Regions from separate parts of the Mus musculus genome. Here region 2 is linked to region 1. A link is a contact called in public HiChIP or PLAC-seq data. All regions are on one chromosome and are shown on one strand. Each heading gives the region's core, a stretch centred on a gene start, on an enhancer-like site or on the middle of the called end of the contact. The rest is flanking DNA. Distances are from core to core; before and after follow the strand shown.

What was found. HiChIP or PLAC-seq counts read pairs in DNA pulled down with a chosen protein or histone mark.
Region 2: a BATF HiChIP or PLAC-seq map of CD8 T cells shows a contact between it and region 1, with 7 read pairs. The contact joins two enhancer-like sites. A contact is called at or near these places in 2 of 484 Hi-C or Micro-C datasets (Th1 cells and natural killer cells) and 3 of 115 datasets of contacts at active chromatin or transcription factors (CD8 T cells, effector CD8 T cells and memory CD8 T cells).

What each region holds. Positions count from the first base shown.
Region 1 is chr1:127,303,438-127,310,108 of GRCm38.p6, reverse strand. Mgat5 (mannoside acetylglucosaminyltransferase 5) reads right to left here. Exons shown (of 18, transcript NM_145128.3): 3 at 3,093-3,475. The coding sequence starts at 3,333. Among named protein-coding and RNA genes, the nearest start is that of Gm51747, 6.5 kb to the right of the region's middle. Within about 2 kb of position 4,253, at least 56 of the 459 cell types and tissues checked have an H3K27ac peak or open chromatin away from gene starts, as enhancers often do. A contact at or near this core is called in CD8 T cells, Th1 cells, effector CD8 T cells and 1 more, where this site is marked.
Region 2 is chr1:127,635,112-127,641,782 of GRCm38.p6, reverse strand. The region is part of intron 2 of Tmem163 (transmembrane protein 163); the gene reads left to right. Among named protein-coding and RNA genes, the nearest start is that of Tmem163, 40 kb to the left of the region's middle. Within about 2 kb of position 3,667, at least 20 of the 459 cell types and tissues checked have an H3K27ac peak or open chromatin away from gene starts, as enhancers often do. A contact at or near this core is called in CD8 T cells, Th1 cells, effector CD8 T cells and 1 more, where this site is marked.

The DNA of each region.
Region 1 (6,671 bases), core at 3,004-5,503:
TCAGAGTGCAACTTATGACCAAAACAGCAACAGAAGAAAATTAAAATACCATGTAAGTAAAGTTGTACCGAAGTAGATTTATCTAACCTAAATCAGCAACAGAACCAGGAAACCCTGTCTCAGTAGACCGCACCATAGGATGGTCCCAAATACCTCAAACACACACATTCTAGTAAGTTCTAGAAACTCAGCTCCAAAAACCACTCGGCTAGGCTCTGTCCTGTGACGACAAGCACACGGTGGGAATTCCAACACAAGACTGAGACAGGTGTGTGTGTGTGTGTGTGTGTGTGTGTGTGTGTGTGTACACCTGCATGTGCACACCTATGTGCATGTGGAGAAAGCCAGAGAATACCCTCAACTGTCATTCTTCAAACACCATCCACCTTGTTTGTTTTTGGTTGACAAAGGGTCGCCCACTGATCTAGAGCTCAGGAAGTATGCTTAGTCAGCCAGCCAGTGCCTCCCGAGTGCTGGGATTATAACAAGCACACCAACTATGCTTGGATTTTTTTTAACATGGTTTCTGGGGGTTGAAAACAGGTCCTCAGGCCCTTTTGTAATCAATTTCCTGGTTTCCCTTTATATTACATATCCCACCACACACACACACACACACACACACACACACACACACACTCGCTCGTTTCTCTGGAATACGTTATTTAGCAACACATGATAAAGACAACTGGTAAAACCACAAGTCTATAAATACATAACGTGTTGGTCTTGCCTATGAAAAAAGTTTGATAAACTGTATTTAGAGGAAACACCTGCTAAGTTGCTGTCCTTCCTGACGAACGTAATTAATGTAGAATTAAAACCTTTAAGACAGCATCTACCACAGGGTCACATCACACTTATTCAACACTAACATTTCGTGCTATTCTGTTCTCTCTGGTGGTAACTGATCTCTGAGACCGATAGACCGTATAGGTCAAGTCAATGAGTCATTTGTCTTGTGTACCTAGTGTTGGGTACCTAGTGTTGGTGGTTGGACAGTGGCACACAAAACAGAGCTTCATGGCTTTAATACATTACATTTAAAAAGGCATTTTATTCAGACGTGTGAAAAGCCAGTGCCTAGTAACACTGACTTTTTACACGGCTGCTGGGGAATCAAACTCAGGTCCTCGGGGTTGCTTGGCAAGCCCTTTACCAACTGAGCCATCCCCCACATTACTGCTGATAAATGTTGAAGAGATACATCAAAAGCAGACAGTGTGACCTAAGGATTCATGTCCTAAGAACTGAGAAAGAACATCGGAGTCCCCGAGCTGTAGCGCCCGTCTCTTCATAGACACATACACTTTAGAGCCAAGTTTCTGCGGCACATATGAGTCCCTGTGTCTGTACTCCAGCTGCGCAAACTAAGCCTACAGTTTCATGTGTTCTAACTGAGGGCATATTTTTGACTAGGCTGCAAAGCAGAGCACTAGCTCTCCTACACCATCCCAGCATGCCATCTACAGCAAACACTAGACCCACTGAAGACTGGGTTTGATGGCTCCATTTCCCCTTTGACAACTAACAAGAGCTCACCCCCTAGAAAACCAGGTCATTCGGAACCCTCTGTGACCACAGCACATCCTGGAAGCAGAATCTCTACGACGCTATGGCCCGAATTCCACTTGCGATGTTTATTTTAAGTGTCAGTATGTGCACTCTGGCACCGTCTGGGTCATGCGAGATGGCTCAGTGAGTACAGGCACTTGCCATGCAAGCCAGACCAGAGTTCCATCCCTGTGTGGTGGAAAGAGGGAACCAGCTCCTAAAGGCTGCCCTCTGGGCTCCACTGTGTGCAGTGGTGCATGCACACAGAAACATGAATGGAAATGCACAGATGACAACAATAATAATAATAATGAATAAGACAGAAAAAAATCTATTGCAAAGTTATACACTAAATGCTAATTGTGTATATTGCTCAGAGGACACTTTTATGTGATTTTTCTCTTTTGTTTTCCTGCCTTCAATTTTTTTCTAAATTAAGCATAGCTCTTACTAAAAAAGGAAGATAAATTTCACATACATCATTTTATATATATCTAAAGTTATATGTGTGTGTGTGTGTGTGTGTGTGTGTGTGTGTGTTTGTGTGTGTATAGTGCCTCATATAGCCAGGCCAACATCAAACATCCTAGGTAGATGAGGATGGCCCTGAACATCTGATCTTCCTGCCAATAGCACCACCATGCTGGGGTTTCAGGCATGTGCCGCCATGCCCAGATCCAACCAAGCATGCCAGGCAAGCTAAGCACTATTTCCAGCCCTCGTGTGTTATTTTCAAAAACACGAGGTTCCTGAAATGAGCAATGAGTTGAGCACAGTTAAAGACAAAAGCAATAAAGTCTGGAAAATCAAACATTAATGGTTCGGGGCAGTTCATTAGCTCAACACTGACCTTAACGGCATCCGAGACATCCTCCTCCCCACTGGAGCTAATTACATTTTGTTTAAGGACAGATAATGAAAATGTTTGTTTGCACTCTCTGAACACACTCCTGTGAGCAGAACCTAGAAATAAGTTGACAGAGTGGGGACTGGCTATAAATGCAAGCCAGAGAGAGCTCTGGTGCTCTGAGTGGCAGGTCTGGGGTGTCTGTGTATATAGGAGTCCCACAAAGGGTACAGCTTTACCTTTCTAGAAATACAGCTATGGGCTGGGGAGTTGGCTCTGTGGGTTAAAGGGCTTGTTGGACAAGTGTAAGGACCTGAGTTCAGATCCACTGAATCCATATCGAGCCAAACACGGCAGCCTGCATATAGAATCCCAGTGTGCCTGTACAGAGATGGAAGGCAGGGACAAGATAATCCCTCAGAAGTTGAGGAGGCAGCTAGCCTGGCATGCAGCTGCCAACAAGAGATTCTGCTGCAGGCAAGGTAAAAATGTAAGGACTCACAGCTGAGGTTATCCACTGATTTCTGGCCCAGGCTCACCCACAGTCACATATAGAAATACACATATGAAAATGTTAACATACAAAACGAACCGCAACCACTGCCCAGGAAAACATAGCAAAGCCCACATGTGGGAACTTCTGGGGCATGCTCAGTGGGGGCACCTCATCCCTCCACGTCCCCTCACTCACCATAGGCTGTCATGACACCAGCGTAGGGGCCATCCACCACGTCCCTGTTCTCCTCTGCCAGTGCCTTAATGTACCTCTTGCTGAGGTCAAGGATCTGCTCCCGTAACATGGAGCTGCTCTCGGGCTGAGTCCGCTGCTGGATGGTGAAGTGCAGAAGCATCATGCCCCAGATGAAGCCGAAAGTCACCAGGAAAAAGCCCAGCTTCTGAGAGGACAACTTCCAGGGAGAAAAGAAAGCCATCTCTCTCTAGCAATGTACCATTCCCTTGGCTCTCAACAAGCAGAAGGGGAAGGCAAGTTCATGGTGCAGGTTGGGGCGGAGAGTGCGTGGCTCTCACTCCGGCTCCTGAGTCAGCTGGTTTCCTTGCTGGGCTTCCATTCTGCTGTGGAGGAGGAGGAGGAGGATGACAGTTAGCAACGTGGGTCGAAACAAAACACAACCATCAGGATCTGTAATTGTACTGAGGTAGCTCCCCAAGCTCGGGCGTGGCTTAATGTGCTGAGTCAACACTTTTTTTTTTTTTTTTTGGCTGAGAGTCAGGACCTGGGAGCCCAGATGAGAAGTCTGGTACAGCAACAGAAAGCCGTACAAATCCACTGAGGGAAGCACGCATCTGAGCGTGTGGACACAGGCGTTCGAGGGCTGGTCCGCTTCTAGACCTAGTTCAAAACGAGAACCTTGTTTTGCAAGGTACAGAGGAGGTAGAAGGATATGTCACCAAATGTCAGCAAAAAATACCGTCTGTGTGTGTGTGTGTGTGTGTGTGTGTGTGTGTGTGGTGGGGCGGGTGGTGGGCAGAGTCCTGTGACAACTTGGTACTTAATGCTTGTGTACCTTGAGCTTAGGAAGTCATTATTACGTGCTTGAAGCAAAGTTTGTACGTGCAGCTTCAGAGGTGTTCAAGAAAGAGGATGTGCCGTCAGAGAGTGTTAAGGATACAGGGGATGGTCCTGTGTTATTTAAGCACGGCTGGACTTCACCATCCTTGTTTCAGGCTAAATTACTCTGGCAGGTGCCATTCCCAAGCACCGAGGTAGAAACAGGCCAGAGGCACAGCTGGTATCCTTTCATTCTAGCTTTTTGTTGGAGGTGTCTGAGCTCAAAACCAGAGCGCACTTTCAGTATCTGTTCTACCACCAAGTTTCACCCCCACCACCCAGGTCCTTGCCTTAGCTATCTGGAGTAAAAGCTGCACCCCACAGGCTCGCCTGCCTGCTGCACAGGGAGCCCAAGGCACTGAGTGCCTGCTTCTCTGTGGTTTTCACTTTCACTGAGAGAGGAAAAATGAAAAGTTCCAGGGCAGAGTTTCAATATGAAGGTGCAACACCTGATAGCAGCAGACAGGCCCAGGGTTCCCTATATTGGGGCTTCTTAGCAAGGAGGGCCTGAGGAGAAGTTGCAGATGGGCTGATGAAGTATGCCCAGAGCAAATCAATGACCAGGCCTGGGGATATAGCTCAGTCAGTATAATACTTCCTAGCATGTGTAAAGGCCCGGAATGCCCATTAGTAGGTGGAGGCAGGAGGATCAGGAATTCAAGGTTCTCCTTGGTTACATGGGGAATTCAGGCAGAATAGCTTACAAGTGATCCTGTCCCTGCTCCCCGCCCCCACCCCCTCCCCCCACCGCCCCCCAAAAGGGAAATCTGCCAGATGCCTCAGTGGGTAAAGACTTTATGTTCTGTGCAAGAATAGGACCAGACATGTACAGCTGGGTAGGCAAACCACCTATACCCCAGCACTTTGGAGACCGAGAAAGGCGATCCCTAAGCACGCTGGTTAGCGAAGATTAAACAAATTGGCAGGCTCTGAGTTCAACTGAGAGACTCTGCCACAATAAATCTAGTGTAGGATGACGGCAAGCTTGGGTCTTCACATGCATACTGTGTGCTGTACACATTTAAACCCGTATGCCCTACCCACACAGGACACACACATACAAAATAAGTAGAAAGAAAGAAAAAAAGAAACAAAGAAATAAACAAAGACAGAAGGAAATTAAGTAAAACAGGCAGACAGTGACAAAAACTCGTCTGATAGCCTCTTCTGACCTCCAAGGGTACCAGGTATACACATACGATACACAGACAAACACACAGGCAAAACACCCATACCCATTAAAAACTCTGATGGCTACATGGCCATGTCTTGGAGGAACGGTGGCACTGTATTGAGGCCTTCCAAATGGTGGCCGACAGAATGGGATCCTCCATCATTCCTTTCTCCATGTGGTTTGAAAGTACACACACATTCTTAGTACTTGCTGCCTCCCCCTCCCCGCGCCCTGGGGACTAAGCGTGAACAAGATGGAGCTCCCTGCCTCATGAGGCTAATACTTTGAAAACCACTCCCCCAGTATATGAACGAACATTTCCTTCTAGATAACCTACCCTTATATTCACCTCAGATCTGAGGGGACTTTTCCAAGCCATGTTATTTGGGTGCCATACCCAAGAGGGGGCCTTCTGGTAATTTTCTTTGACTATTTTAGGACATATCTTGAACTGATGACACAGTTACCTCTAACCTTGCAGACAGGAAGTCCCACCCACTCTCCTTTCTCACTTGAGCCTACTGGAGAGGTTGATGAAGGCCTTAACAGGGTTTAAGTCACAGGAAAGGCAAGAGCAAGAACTACAGCAAAGCCTAGGGCTCTGACAGAAGGTCGAAGGCTTCTGACCTTTTGCTTTGGAAAGATCAGAACCACCAGGATGTTATGTTCTGGGGGTTAAATGAACACGTATGCCCTACATGCACATGACACACGCATACATAGTAAGTAGAAACAAAGAAAGAAAGAAACAAAAAGAGACAGAAGAAAAGACTACGACAGCCTAGTTGAAATTATTCTGGCTCAGTGAGAGGCTTCTTTTCACTGTCAACACACTGGCCCCTGGCCCTCGAGAGCATGGTCAAAGCTAGAGATATTTATTCATCCCGCAGTGAAGTCAGCACCAGCCCAGAGTCCCACGGTCAACACTTCACACCACAGAGTGCAAGATGTACAATCACCCAGGAGCTGGGCCTCCGGAGGATTATCTCACACAGTGATCAATGTGAGAAGATGCTTCTTAACTATGGGTGAAACCTCAACTGTATAAAATGGAGGAAATGAGCTGGCATCCATTGCTCTCTGCCCCTAACTGTGGGTGGGACTGTGACTGGCTGCTTTAGGTTTCTGACACCCTGACCTCCCCAACATGACAGATGGTGAGCCAGGCTTTGTCCAGGAAAAGAATCAAGACACCTAGAGAGGTACACATTTGGAGTCCACAGCCTTAAAGGAAATTCAGAGCACCTGATGGTTCTAATCATAAGCAACTATAGGATTTCCAGGAACAATGCTCTCATAGAACGCAAAAATATGCAATAACAGAAACTCTGTCAAAACACAAAGAGAATCATGTTAGAATTCACTACCATGATTCCCATTAGGAAGACAGAAGTTCTGACTTCAGGGGTCTCACCTAGGATACACTCTCATATCTCAGAGTATGAGTGGGATAAAGAGAGGCCTTAGAAGAGCACCCTCAGTCTTGGTCTCAGGGAAGGACTTGATGATCAGCAGTAACTGGCATG
Region 2 (6,671 bases), core at 2,418-4,917, 330 kb before region 1:
GGCCAGTTTGGGAGGCATAATTTCCTTATGATGTTCCCTTTTCTCATATGACTCTAACTCATTGGTTCTCGACCCTTTAATACAGTTCCTCATGTTGTGGTGACCCCCAACCATAGACTTATCTCATTGCCATTTCATAACTATAATTTTGTTACTGTTATGAATCATATGTAAATAGCTGATATGTGATTGGGGGTGGGGGGGTTGGGACCCAAATGTTGAGAATCTCTATTATAGCTTGTGTCCAGTTGATAAAAAAGCAAGCAGGACAGACACTTACTATGTATCTGGGATCTGGTAGGTCCTATATATGTCTAATCTTTATGACAACTTCATGAAGGAAGGGAAGTGTGGTGGCCTTGTTTAAGTCTCAGTGTTATACAGTTGTCACGCAGTGAATCTGGATTTGAATCTAGTCTCTCTTCATCCCTTGAGGATCAGCCAACCCTGCCACACCACAGCCTTCTCTGACCGTCTGAGTAGGACCAGTCCTTTGACCTGGACAACAGAATCGTAAACCATCAGATCTGATGGAAACTTTGCCCTTTAATGTGGTCTACAAAGAGCCTTTGGCACATAACCCCAAGGAGAACTGCAAATTTTGGTGATCTAGCCAACCAAAAAGTGAAAGATTAGTGGGAGGTGGGACTTAGACCTTAAAGTCTGGTTTTCATAGGTCTTTGTGGGTTAAATGCTGCCTTTGATTTTTATTTCCTAAATTTAATCCTTTTATCTGTCCCTTGGAGGTAAATATTCATTTAAAATGAAAATTGCACGAAAAGAAACCAGCCATTAGTTATTTATAAAGCAACTAAAAATTCTTTTAAGGCTGTATTTAAAATTTGTGTTTGCCCCAAAATGTTATGTATAAAACCCATTTTTTTCTACATTGAGTAGGGTGATTACCCAGCATAAAACACTGGGTTCCATCTCCAGAACTGCATGAACTAGGCATGGAGTGCTCATCTGTAACCGCAGTATTCAGGAGGCAGAGGAAGCAGGATCAAAAGTTTAAGATCATCCATCTCTTTGAATGCCCCCCCCCCCAACACTGTCTTATAAGTAACCTCCACTCAGGCTCCCGTGGATCACCCACATGAAACTTACTGGATCACCACGTTAGACTGGGGTCAAATGGTTTCTTTGGTCTATTATTGGTGCTCTATCTGGGGTGAATAGATGTTTGTTTATCCCCCACCCCACCTCCAGGAAAGGTCACACAACAGTTGGGTTTGCTTGTGCTCGTATGCAATAAGCACACAGTAGAGTTAGGTGTTCACACGCCAGTTACTGTCTACAAGTCCACTGCCCTGCCCTTGGCCACTTTCTCCCATAGATTCTCTGGACATATCTGATGGCTAGTAGTTAAAATGGCCATTGTGGGTGTAGGCTTCAGGCCTGCCCTTACAAAGGACAGACACTGTCACTGCTGGCTGAGGTGAGCCAGTGCTCTGTTAGCTGTTAAACGCGGTACTAGTATACCTCTGAGTATGAATCTAGTATTTTTGTGCACGTGGATATTGGCGAATGTTTTTCTGCTTTTGAGAAACTGGCATTTCAACAGTTGAAGTAACAGTTGTTCTCAGATACAGTAGTCTCATTAAAATGTCGCTTATCTACTTGGACCTAGAACAAAACAGTTCAATAGAAATTCATTTCAGAGCAATTAAAAACCAGTAACTTGAAAGGATTAATGTATTCAGTAGACATTTATTGATCACCTGCTGTGTGCTTGGAAGAATAATAACTTTTCTCAGATGAATACCCAAATGCCAGGGCTTGCTATTGCTTCGGGGACAGGTCACTTTCAGCCTCTGCCTTGGTCCTTCTGTTACATACTCTGGGACTTCAGTCAGTTGGTGGAGTGCTTGCCTAGCAGGCATGAAGCCCTGGGTTGGATCTTCAGCACTGCATAAAAGCAGGGGTAGATGCTTATAATCCCAGTCCTCCGAATGTGGAAGAACAAAGGTCAGAAGTTCAGGAATATCCTGGGCTCCACAGCAAGTTTGAGGTTAGCCTGGGCTATAGACCCCCTCTTAAGAAACCAACAAATCAAAAGGAAATAAAAACAACACCCTCCAGGGAGCTTGGGAGCAGAGTTTAGTGTCCTAGTCCTGGTGTGATGATTCTAGAGGCACTGTTGTGGCCTCCAGACTCATTCCTATTGAGTATGGCCAAGAACAGGGAGACTCGGACTTGGGGTAGAGTTGTGTGTGACCTTAATGCCCGCACTGGAGAAGCGGATACAGTAGGATTACGTTAAGTTTGAGCCATTCTGGGTCACAGAATGAGATTAACACAAGACAACAACAAAATCAGCTGCAACAATTTTACATGGAAATACCCAGACAGGTCCAGTGGGAGAGTTAGATGCTTGACTAAAGTTTGATTAATCAAAAAGCCTTTGTCACTAGGGCCGGGGGCAGATATGTTAAAGATGGTTTTGAATAGCCCATTGCAGTCATGGAAAATGGACATACTGGAGCTGAAAATAATCAATTAGCTGTGCTTAATCTGCTTTACCAAAACCAGAAAAAAAAGCTGTGAGATAGAGAGTGTCACAGGTGGCCTGGGGTCTTATCATGTTCTGTTGTGGGGGTTGGGAAGTATGACCCCTGAAAGGAGGGTGGGTCCCAGAGTCACTTTCCTGGGTTAAACTGTTCCCCAACTACAGCCTCGTGAGTCCCTTCCTTCCTGGGTCTCCAGAGACTCAGGGGACTGCTGTGCCATCCATGTGCCTTGAGAACCCGAGACACAGGGTGAGGTTGCTAAAACGGTGACGATAGATTGATTTAGTTACCAAGTTGGTGAATCTTCCTTGTCAGCTTGGCTGGATTTAAAAATCATGATGGAAACACAATCCTTGGTGTATCTGTTTCTAGACAGGTTTAACTGAAGAGGGAAGACACACCCTAAATGTGGGCATTTGGTCCATAGACTGGGGTCCTGGACTGAACGAAGCCAGAGACAGTGAGCTGAGCACCAGCATCCATCTCTTTCTGCTTCTTGACTGTAGATGTCATGTGACCAGCTGCCTCATGCTCCTGCTGCCTGCTTTCCATGTCACAGCAAGCTGTCCCCTCTGACTGTCACCCCAAATAAGCCCTCCCTCCCTTAAGATGCTTCTGTTAAATGTCTGGCACAGCATTAAGAAAGTCAGCTAACATGGGTACTTATTACATAATTAAATTATAAAATTAAACATGCTATGGGAAAGGGGATGCTCTTCTTCCATTCTTTCATATCCCAGGCAGAGCCATTTTAATATTTCTTGTTCATTTCAACAAATTTTGAAGTCTACTCTAAGAAACATGATGGCCATATCACAAATACGGTTTTGTATTCTGTTGGCTTTAGATGATTTCATTACAAAAGATCTTTCACACATTTAAACTGTTCCTCTACCTTAAGATGAAATTAGCTCTTTCCTGTTTGCTCACAAACAGGAAATAACAAAAGTTATTACATGGTGGAACTTAAAAAACTCAACTTATATGGAAAGCCAGTAGTTGCTTTTCAGTTCAGAAGGCCACCCCCACCCTTGGTCCCTGGCCCTCACTCCTTTCTACATGCAGGGCAATGAGCTTTCTGCTGGGGCATGTTTCCTAGAAGTGAGGCTTTGTGCTGAGGGTGACAATCCCAAGATCAGTCACTGTCACTTCACAGACACCTTTAAAAATAGCTCTTTCTGTGGTGTCTGGGTGTTGGTCTTTTCCTCTGTACCACCCTCCGGATATTAATCATCTTCAAAGCTCATTCTTCTAGCCAAAGTGACACTGTCCACAGAAGGGAAAGGGGAGCAGGCTCGCTGCTGAAGTGATTAAAAGTTCTACTGTTTGAAAGTGGACATTTTAATGTCATTTCCCATCTCTGTGTCTGCTTAAAATGCTATCTTGGAAGAACTGAAAAAGAAAAATTGCAGGCACATTGTAGAGATATATTCATCTTTATGTTTTATTTGCCCTTTATCAGCTGGTTCAATAAGATAATAGGAGAATAATTAATGTCCTCATTTAGGACTGCTTTACAGGATCCATATGCACTGTGTGTTGTCTATGTCTCTGTGTGTGTCTATACATCTGTCTATCTATCTTTCTTCTTGCATGTGTGTCCATTTCTCTCTGTGTATGTGTGTGTTTATGTGTCTTTGTGTATCCCTGTGTGTATTTGAACACATACTTGCACATATGGAAGCCAGAGGTCAACTTCAAGTGTCACTCCTCAGGTACTGTCTATCTTGTTTTGAGACAGAATCTCTCATTAAATTTGGAGCTTACCAGTCATGTACTGTTGGCTTGGCAGAGAGTCTTAGGGATCCTCTGTCCCTGGGATAGCCTCCATACCTGTACAGGTCCTCATGTACTTTAGTCACTGAGTTTTCTTTCCAGCCTCTTCTCTCTCTCTCTCTCTCTCTCTCTCTCTCTCTCTCTCTCTCTCTCTCTCTCTCTCTCTCTCTCTCTCTCTGTATATACACACACACACATACATATATATGATGTATATGATGTTGTGTGATTCGCTTTATGTGACTAATTCACAACAGGCAGCAAATATGTAGCAGGGAAAAGAAAATTAACAGTTGCCTGGGACTGGAAATGTTGGTACCCATGAGAAGTGACTTCTAAGAGGTAGAGATCTTCTTTTAGGGGTGCCAACAGCATTCTGATGTTCAATGCGGTGACAGTTGTAAAATTCTGAATTCATGAAAAATCTTATTGAATTGTATACTTTAAATCCATTCTCTGTGTGATATCTGAATTAAGCAACCAGAACAAGATATATTTGGATATAAATTTATATGCCCATTGCATGCATATATCTATATCTGTGCCTATGTATCTGTCTGCCTGTCTGTCTGTCTGTCCATCCACCCACCCATCCATCTATCCCCTGCAGTTAATCTATTACCCATTGAGAACACATCCCTTAAGGAGAACACACAAAAGGGTGATGCTGTATCCATAAGAAGGAGTAAAGATTCAGGGATCTGAATATTTTTATAATGACTTTCTTTTTAGCAAGAGAAGGCTACCACTTAGTGAATTGCAGTGGGTTGACTCAGACAAACTGGTTGCTCAAATTTAGGGATTATTATTATTATTACTAATACTATTTTACAACCTGGTTCATTTCAAGCTAGTGGCTTGGAATTGACAGTGAGCTGAGTCCATCATGGAAACTGGTGCATGCTGCAAGTCAGGGCTTTTTTTTTTTTTTTTTTTTAAAGACATGGTTTAATGTAGGTCAGGCTGGCCTTGAACTTGCTATGTAGATGAAGATGACCTTGAACTTTTGATTCTATCTATCTATCTATCTATCTATCTATCTATCTATCTATCTATCATCAATCATCTATCATTGCTGGGAAGGCAGGTATGTGTTTGTACTGCTTTTGCAGTTCTGGAGATAGAACCCAGAAGTCTTGGTTACTTTTCTATTGCTATGATCAGACATTATGACTAAGGTGACTTATAAACAAAGGAGTTTAATTTGAAACTTACAGTTTCAGAGGGTCAGTGTCCATGATGGAAGAACACAGGCAGAGCAGATAGTGAGAGCTTATATCTTGGTCTGCAAATTTAAGGCATAGAGAGTGAGGGGGAGGGAGAGAAGGAGGAAGGGAGGGAGGGAGGGAGGGATGGAGAGAGACAGAGACTAGGAATAATGTTAGTCTTTTAAAACCTCAAAACCAACCCCCTAGTGACACACCTCTTCCAACAAGGTCACTGTAATTCTTCCTGAGCAGTTACACCAACTGAGGACTATGTATTTAACATATGAGCCTATGGGGGCCATTTTTCATTTGAATCACCATCTTATACTCCCTGGCCCTGATAAGCTCATGACCATATCATAACATAAAGTGCTTTGAGTTGAATTTCAAGAGCCCCCATAGTCTTTCACAGTCCCAACACAGTTTCGAAGGTCCAAAGTCTCTTCTGAGACTCAAGGTAATCTCTTAATTGTAACCTTTTATAAAATCGAAAAGAAAATTATATATTTCCAACAACAGTGGTACAGAATATACATTGCCATTGTAAAATGAACCAAAGCAAGACTAAAACCCAGTAGATCACAGTCTAATCCTGTAGATTTAGGTCTGATGTCAGAAGGCTTCAATGAATCTTCCCTTCCAGTTTTGCTGACTGCAACATAGTTTTCTCTCTTGCATGGCTTCTGTCTCCTGCCTGCAGCTTTTCCTGGCATCTCTGACATCCTGAGGTCTCCAATGCAAGCCAGGCTTCGCTTTCATAGCTTGACACAAGGGCCTCTCAATACCTTCATGTAGGGACTCCTCTAACACATATCTGGCTTCAGAGGCTCTTCCTGAGCACAGAAGAAGACTCTACAAGCCTCTTATTTGTGTCTTCTTCATGACCCTTAGTTAGTGTCCTAGTGCTGTGACGAGACCCGATGACCATGGCATTGCTCATAGATTAGGACTTGCTTACAGTTTCAGAGGTTTAGTCCATTATCATGATGACAGGGAGCATGATGACATACAGGCAGACGTGGTACTGGAGAAGCTGAGAGTTCTATATTCAGATCTGCAGGCAGCAAGAAGAGAGAAGGAGCCCATTAGAAAGTTAAAGCCCATTACCAGTGTGACACAGTCCTGCAACAAGACCACGCCTACTCCAACAATGCCACACCTCCTAATCTTTCCCAAG